2 separate regions of the Gasterosteus aculeatus genome follow, and region 2 is linked to region 1. Evidence: chromatin contacts called from public Hi-C data. All regions are on one chromosome and are shown on one strand. The core of a region is the stretch at or near the end of the contact, and the rest is flanking DNA. Distances in the headings are between cores, read along the strand shown.

The links. Hi-C and Micro-C count contacts between places; a contact is called where the count stands out from the background.
Region 2: a contact with region 1 is called in a Hi-C map of skeletal muscle, with 4 times the contacts expected there. The contact joins the promoter of LOC120826647 here to the enhancer-like site in region 1. A contact is called at or near these places in 3 of 6 Hi-C or Micro-C datasets (skeletal muscle, tail fin and whole body).

The regions. Positions count from the first base shown.
Region 1 is chr10:18,200,070-18,203,587 of fGasAcu3.hap1.1, forward strand. It overlaps LOC120826414 (glutamate receptor ionotropic, kainate 5), which reads left to right. Exons shown (of 22, transcript XM_040188676.2): 16 at 26-135; 17 at 261-434; 18 at 1,724-1,889; 19 at 2,037-2,262; 20 at 3,513-3,518. Among protein-coding and RNA genes, the nearest start is that of LOC120826348, 28 kb to the right of the region's middle. Within about 2 kb of position 1,787, at least 1 of the 9 cell types and tissues checked has open chromatin away from gene starts, as enhancers often do.
Region 2 is chr10:18,275,589-18,279,147 of fGasAcu3.hap1.1, forward strand. It overlaps LOC120826647, which reads right to left and starts at 1,491. Exons shown (of 2, transcript XM_040189108.2): 1 at 945-1,491; 2 at 1-866. The coding sequence starts at 1,134. The coding sequence ends at 304. It overlaps LOC120826944, which reads left to right and starts at 3,545. Exons shown (of 6, transcript XM_040189556.2): 1 at 3,545-3,559.

The DNA.
Region 1 (3,518 bases), core at 537-3,036:
TGTAAGACATCTTCTCTGTTCTCAGAGCCGTAAGCCCGGCTACTTCTCCTTCCTGGATCCCTTCTCTCCGGCCGTGTGGCTCTTCATGCTGCTGGCCTACCTGGCTGTCAGCTGCGTGCTCTTCCTCGCCGCCAGGTAACACGCTGCTGTGTGTGTGTGTGTGTGTGTGTGTGTGTGAGGAACACAGTTACTTAATGCAATCATTCAATCATCCTCATATGAAGGTGATTCATCTCGTGTCCCCCCCCCCCCCCCTGCAGGCTCAGCCCCTACGAGTGGTACAACCCTCACCCGTGCATGCGGGACCGCCGGGACGTCCTGGAGAACCAGTACACGCTGGGGAACAGCCTGTGGTTCCCCGTGGGGGGCTTCATGCAGCAGGGCTCGGAGATCATGCCGCGAGCTCTCTCCACCCGCTGCGTCAGCGGCGTCTGGTGGGTGCAGCGCGGCTGTGGGTGGGGGGGAGGGGGGGGTCTCCCTCCTTCAGCTGAACATTGGCTGAAGGTGAACATGTCCTCATGTGATGTCCCGTTCCGTCTCCGCTGCTCTCGTGTCCTCTGTCCTCCTCCGTAAACCAGCTGCTAACGCTCCAGATGTTTCCTCTGTCTGTTCGGGCGGTTTGGGGACTTCTAACCTGAATAAACCATACAATTCAATATGTGTGTAGATGTTTACTCCTACTTCATATAGTTATTCTTATTATTCTCAGATCATTTATTGCCTCCAACTGTTTCAACAAGTTCCAACAAGTTTAACGAGTGTTCGTTTGCTCGTTAAAAGAGATGAATTTCAACAAAGGTTTTCAAAGCAAACATCCGTCTGTGGAGACTGAAATTACAACTGGTTCCTCGTCCTCCTCCTCCTCCTCGTCCTCCTCCTCCTCCTCCTCCTCCCTTACTCCCAGTAGCTGTGGTCAGACAGATGGAGGAGTGAAGCTGGAGGGACTGGAGCAGCCATTAGTATCAATACTGTGACGGCTCTCAGCCTCATGGAGGCAGAGGGACCTTCGTCAACGTCTGTCTGTCTGTCTGCGTCTGTCTGTCTGTCTGTCTGTCTGTCTGCGTCTGTCTGTCTGTCTGTCTGCGTCTGTCTGTCTGCGTCTGTCTGTCTGCGTCTGTCTGTCTGTCTGTCTGCGTCTGTCTGTCTGCGTCTGTCTGTCTGCGTCTGTCTGTCTGTCTGTCTGTCTGTCTGCGTCTGTCTGTCTGTCTGTCTGTCTGTCTGTCTGCGTCTGTCTGTCTGTCTGTCTGTCTGTCTGCGTCTGTCTGTCTGCGTCTGTCTGTCTGTCTGTCTGCGTCTGTCTGTCTGTCTGCGTCTGTCTGTCTGCGTCTGTCTGTCTGCGTCTGTCTGTCTGTCTGTCTGTCTGTCTGTCTGTCTGTCTGCGTCTGTCTGTCTGTCTGTCTGTCTGTCTGCGTCTGTCTGTCTGTCTGTCTGTCTGTCTGTCTGACTAACAAATGTAACTAAACTACGACATCATCAAGTAAACATATTTACGATCACACTCAGTCCAACCAATCAGAATTGATCATTTTCAGGGAACTGATTGAACGTAATCACCTGTCTGCGTCTGTCTGTCTGTCTGTCTGTCTGTCTGTCCCCATCATGTCCCTCGGGCCTCGCTCATCTCTCCGGTGCTGCTCCTCCCGCGTTCATGGTGATGATTGATGATTGATGAGTTCTTGGGGGAAAAGTAGGTGGAAGCTGATGTTCCTCTCTGCTCCCTCAGGTGGGCCTTCACCCTCATCATCATCTCCTCCTACACGGCCAACCTGGCGGCCTTTCTCACCGTGCAGAGGATGGAGGCCCCCATCGAGTCTCCGGACGATCTGGCCGACCAGACAAACATCCAGTACGGCACCATCCACGGGGGGTCCACCATGACCTTCTTCATGGTGAGCCGGGGGGCCTCGGATCAATGTCTGGGTTGAGTTCCAGCAGTCATACTTTGAGGAAGGAGGAACATTTGATGACTTACCTTCAATCTTGGAACCCACCAAAGGTACCAGGATGTTCAGTGACCCCCCCCCTTATTCCTCCAGAACTCGCGGTACCAGACGTACCAGCGGATGTGGAACTACATGTACTCCAAGCAGCCCAGCGTGTTCGTGAAGAGCACGGAGGAGGGCATCGCCCGCGTCCTCAACTCCAGGTACGCCTTCCTGATGGAGAGCACCATGAACGAGTACTACCGCAGCCTCAACTGCAACCTCACGCAGATCGGAGGGCTGCTGGACACCAAGGGATACGGCATCGGCATGCCCCTGGGTGAGTGACAGGGGGCGGGGCCTTCTGCTGGGGGGGCGTTCCTCTACTGATGGGGGGGCGCAAGTAGAGAGAATTCCACAACACGTTTAGACAAGAGTTTAGAGCTCAGAGAGAAAGACGGAATGAAACCAGTTTCTACATTTATCTTCAGCCTCCCTCATGTTCTTCTGGTAAAAGTTATCCAGAAAACATGTTGGTCCTTGGTGGTGTTTCTCCCTCTTCTCATCATGCTGGTCTCGGACAAATTAAAGCCAGCCTGCAGAGTGTTTCGTGCATAGCTTAGCATCGCTAACAGAGGTGGGAGGAACAGATTTGATCAGGGGTCAGTTCAGTCTCACTCATTTCAAATGCACACAGAAAGATTCACAAGGATTTGTGCATCCGTCCGTTTTGTATTTGTGAGTCTTTCTGTGTGCATTTGAAATTATTGAGACTGAACTGACTCCATAGAGAGAAGAATGGAACAAGGAGGAGTGTTGGAGCTCGGGGCCCCCCCCCCTCGCTGTCTCCCATGCTAACCGAATAGCATTAGCTTCAAAAGAGAAGAATAGAAGGTGCAGCTGCTCTAAAGTCGTTTGGTCTTGGTGTTCGATCCCTGAGGTGGTAATTAGTGAAAACATGAACCATCACTGGAATCCACCCAGATCCTATTCTGCCCTCAAGAAGGATCAATCCCAACCCAGCAGGTGAAACAGAACCCAGGAGGCGATCAGAGGAAACTGGTGAACAATTGGTGTTACTTCACGTATCTCAGTGGAACCTGGTGAGACGACAGCAGACCGAAGGAAAAGGCGTGTGAGTTCAGACAAGACAGGGATTTATTCACCCAATCAATCAAGTTCTAAAACAAATATTAAAAAACGACACGTTTGTATCTGAATGGGTTTTACTGATGGGACGAGTTTTCACGTCATCGTTGATTAAGTAAAAATAGCAGTGATAAAATATAAAGACACAAATAAAAGTCTGTGATTGAGAATATTTGGTTTGGTTTTCGGTAGTTAGACGTAATGTGAGGAAACACGTTCTCAAAAAGTGTGAGGAAGGGAAACAACGTCCATCCACTTGGAAAAGGCTGAAGAGAAGGAAGTCCGGCTGAGACGGAGGCCTTCTGCCTCGCGTCCAACCAAGTCTTCCTCATCCTTCACCCTGGAGACAGACAAGCTTTGGGTTTGTTCTTATTGGATCAGGACAGACGGTGGATGAAGAGGTTCTGATGGATGCTGTGGTTCCCCTTCCTCCGTCCTCAGGTTCTC
Region 2 (3,559 bases), core at 241-2,740, 75 kb after region 1:
TGAGATTATTTCCATCATTGAGGTCTCTTGTTCTCGCTGCGGACTCAAAGGGTCTCTCGTGTGAAGGAATGCAATGCATGCTGGGACACGGGCAGCAGGGGGGAGGCTCTCAATCTGTGATAAGTTATATATATAAATATATATAATTGTCCTCCTCCTCCTCCTCCGGACCGGTCGTTGTTCATCTGGTTATAAAAACAAAAGCGAGCGAAACGTTTGACATCCTGAAAAATCTCAGAAAGAGAATCCGTTGTGGAGGACTGACGGAGGAGGAGTGGCAGGACCAGCATGAGGCCACGCCCCTCAGCCCGTCTCCGCCCCCTCGTGCGTGCGGACGTGCCTCTTGTAGTTGGAGTTGTCGCTGAAGCGGCGGCCGCAGTGGGAGCAGCGGTAGGGTTTCTCCCCCGTGTGGATCCTCAGGTGCTTCTGGTAGCCGTCGAAGCGCGTCAGTCTTTTCCCGCAGATGTCGCACGTGTACGACTTGTCCGCCTTGGCCCCGCCCACCTCGCGATGCACCTGCGCGTGCTTGGCCCAGTGGGCCCGCTGGGCGAAGGCGCGCCCGCAGACAGTGCAGATGTAGGAGTCCACCAGGTCGTTCCCCGGAACCACACCCTGGACGTCGGGCTGGAGCGAGGGGCCGGGCAGGGGGTCCGGCTCAGAGTCGCCCGGGTCCCGCAGCCTCGGAGGCGAGGAGGGCTCCTCGTCGCCGTCCCGCTCGCTTCCAGCGCCGCTGCTCGGGAAGAAGGAGAACTTGACGTTGTTGTGCTCCTCCCGCTGAGCCGGCCACGCCTCCTCCTGCTCCTGCTTGATGGGCGGAGCCTCGGCGTCACTGAGCTCGGAGCTCCAGTCCTGCTGCTCGCGGAGAGCTGAGAGAGAGAGAAGAAGAGTCAGGACCCGTTACCCTGAAGGCCTCCGTGCACGTCTACTTCTGCTGTGCATCTCACCCGTCCGCAGGGAGACCCGCGGCTTCCTCGAGAGGTCCAGCAGCCGTCGCTGGCGGGAGATCTCCAGCTCGGAGCGGGAGATCTGCTCCTCGTAGTCGGCGATGGTTCTTCCGAACACGCCGAAGATCTCCTCGGCGGCGGCGGTGAGCCGCTGCGTGATGAGCAGCCTCAGCATCTCGATCTGGGACATGTGCGCGGAGGGCAGACGGCGGAGAACGAGGAGAAGCTCGCGCGGTTGTTTACTCGGTGCACTTCCGGGTTGAGTTTCTGCGCATGCTCAGTGAGCTTTTCTCTGACGAGCGTCTGGTTCGACGTGTCGACCTGCTGCCACCTGCTGGACTGGAGACCACACGCACGTTGAGTGTCATATCTATAAAACATTGATGTGAACAAGAGGAGGGCTTTATTATTTATTATCTCTAATAGTTCCATTCTCCTGAAAACATGACAATGAGGCTTACATTTAGTTATTATTATTATTATTAAGTTATTTCCATCAAACGGATGAACAACCCTCTCACCAGATCAATCAATCAGAGAAGTGTATTTGAAAAGATGAGCAGCGTATTAGTGCAGATCCGGTTTTAGACTGGGACGGGTTATAAAGCCACAGACTACTGATGTTATTTATCAGGAAGCAGGAAACATTTATTGCCATCTTTTTCCTATTTGTAGTGGAGATGAGTGGTACCCGGTGGGGTCTTCTGCTGTTCTAGCCCATCCGCCTCAAGGTTGTGCGTGTTGTGGCTTCACAAATGCTTTGCTGCACACCTCGGTCAAAGTTGCTCTTCTATCAGCTTCAATCAGTCGGCCCATTCTCCCCTGACCTCTGACCTCTAGCATCAACAAGGCATCTTCGCCCACAGGACTGCCGCATACGGTATTTTTTTTCCCTTTTCACACCATTCTTTGTAAACCCTAGAAATGGTCGTGCGTGAAAATCCCAGTAAGTGAGCAGATTGTGAAACACTCAGCCACGCCACGCTCAAAATGGCTTAAATCACCGTTCTTTCCCATCCCACCACTGTCTCACATCATACGTCTGAATCAGACCACATACAGGAGCATCAAACACACGTCCTCTGCATCCCTGTGCGCTATTCCAAAAGATCAGAGGGCCCCTGCACAAAACCAGGATGAGGGATTACGCCGGGATATTCAGGTTATCCTTGATGAATTTAGCTTTGACTTGGTTGCACGAAAGCAGGTTGAATTAAACCCAGGATTATTCTTCGCAGCAGGCTAAAGGCTCTGGCATGCTTCTGCAGCTGCAGCTGCGTCTTCTCGTTGTCGTTGGATTCATTTTAAAGCCCAGTTTATGGTTGCGGGTTTTCAGAGAGACACTCACACGCTTTTTTTACCCGCGTGTCAACAAATTTTTCGACGCAGCCTCCTGCAGCACCGGTGCCACAGGGACGGGCGGGCAGTCGGGCAGGATGAAGTAGTCCGATGCTGCTGAGTGTACTCAGTATTTGTTGGATGTGTACTTGTATGCGTTGGTGGCAGAGGAGAAAACGGCCAACAGCTGAAACCGTAGCCTGAATCTACCTTTGGACCAGCAAAGAGCCACAAAGCAAATACTGCTGAAACTGAGTGATCAAATACTTCACCACGCAGAGTCGACAAACACAAAATCACTTCGGGAAAGTACATTCAGCGTAAGCGCTATGTAGTGGATTCAATGTTCAACTAGAGCCACAAACCAATAGGAAACAAGGTTTCATTAACTTTACTGTTTATTCAGCCGTGCCATTTTATTCCGTTATTTGCATCATATTTCCACGCTATTGGAATCAGTCCAGCACCTGGAAACTGACCAAGCACTCATGTCAAGAGACAAAACCGGAAGTTGGCCTTAACTAGGCCGGATCAGCGAGGTCTGAGGAGATCCATCCGAGAGGTTTTCAATTTAGAATGACTTCAACTTCAACCAAGACTGTGTACAAAACAGTTTCTGTTGTTGGTTGGTTTCCTAATTGGGGCCATTTTGATTGATTTCATCTCTCGTTCCCAACTTCCACCAAAATGTTGAACTGGAAGTTCCTTGTGTGTGGGCCAATGGTTTCTTTAAGTCTGGCCTCAAAGGCACCTTCCAGCTCTGTTTCTCCTTCTCTAAACTGAGTAGTTCAAAAGGGTTTCCCTCTGAGTGAGACAACCTTTACAGTGGAGGGCCCAAAACAGTCCATCCCTGTGGACCAGAAGGGGCAATTAAACAGTCTAAGACGGGCTGGAGGAAGGTCTGCCATTTTGGGAACGACTGGGTTGGCTCTCCATCTCTGACGGTCTGGATTTTGGTGTTGATGCTGGCGAATGGCTTGGCGACCACGCAGAATCCAGTACCGGCGTCTGGTTTCCCCTAAGACGCTCAGGCCCTGGTTGATCTCTGATGATGAGGCTGGTTATGGGATGTTTCCGATCCAATACAATCGGATGGATGTTATCAAAGTTAAGGGTCTGCGCTCTTCAAAGTCGACCTCCCACTCTGATGAGGTCAAGGTTGTCGTACTCAGACCAGACAGGGGGAGTAGTTTGCTACTCTTCGGTATGCGTTTTAAGGGCATTGCATTCCTCGGGGAAACATTCGGATTGGGCTCGTTGATGATGCCTTTCTGAAT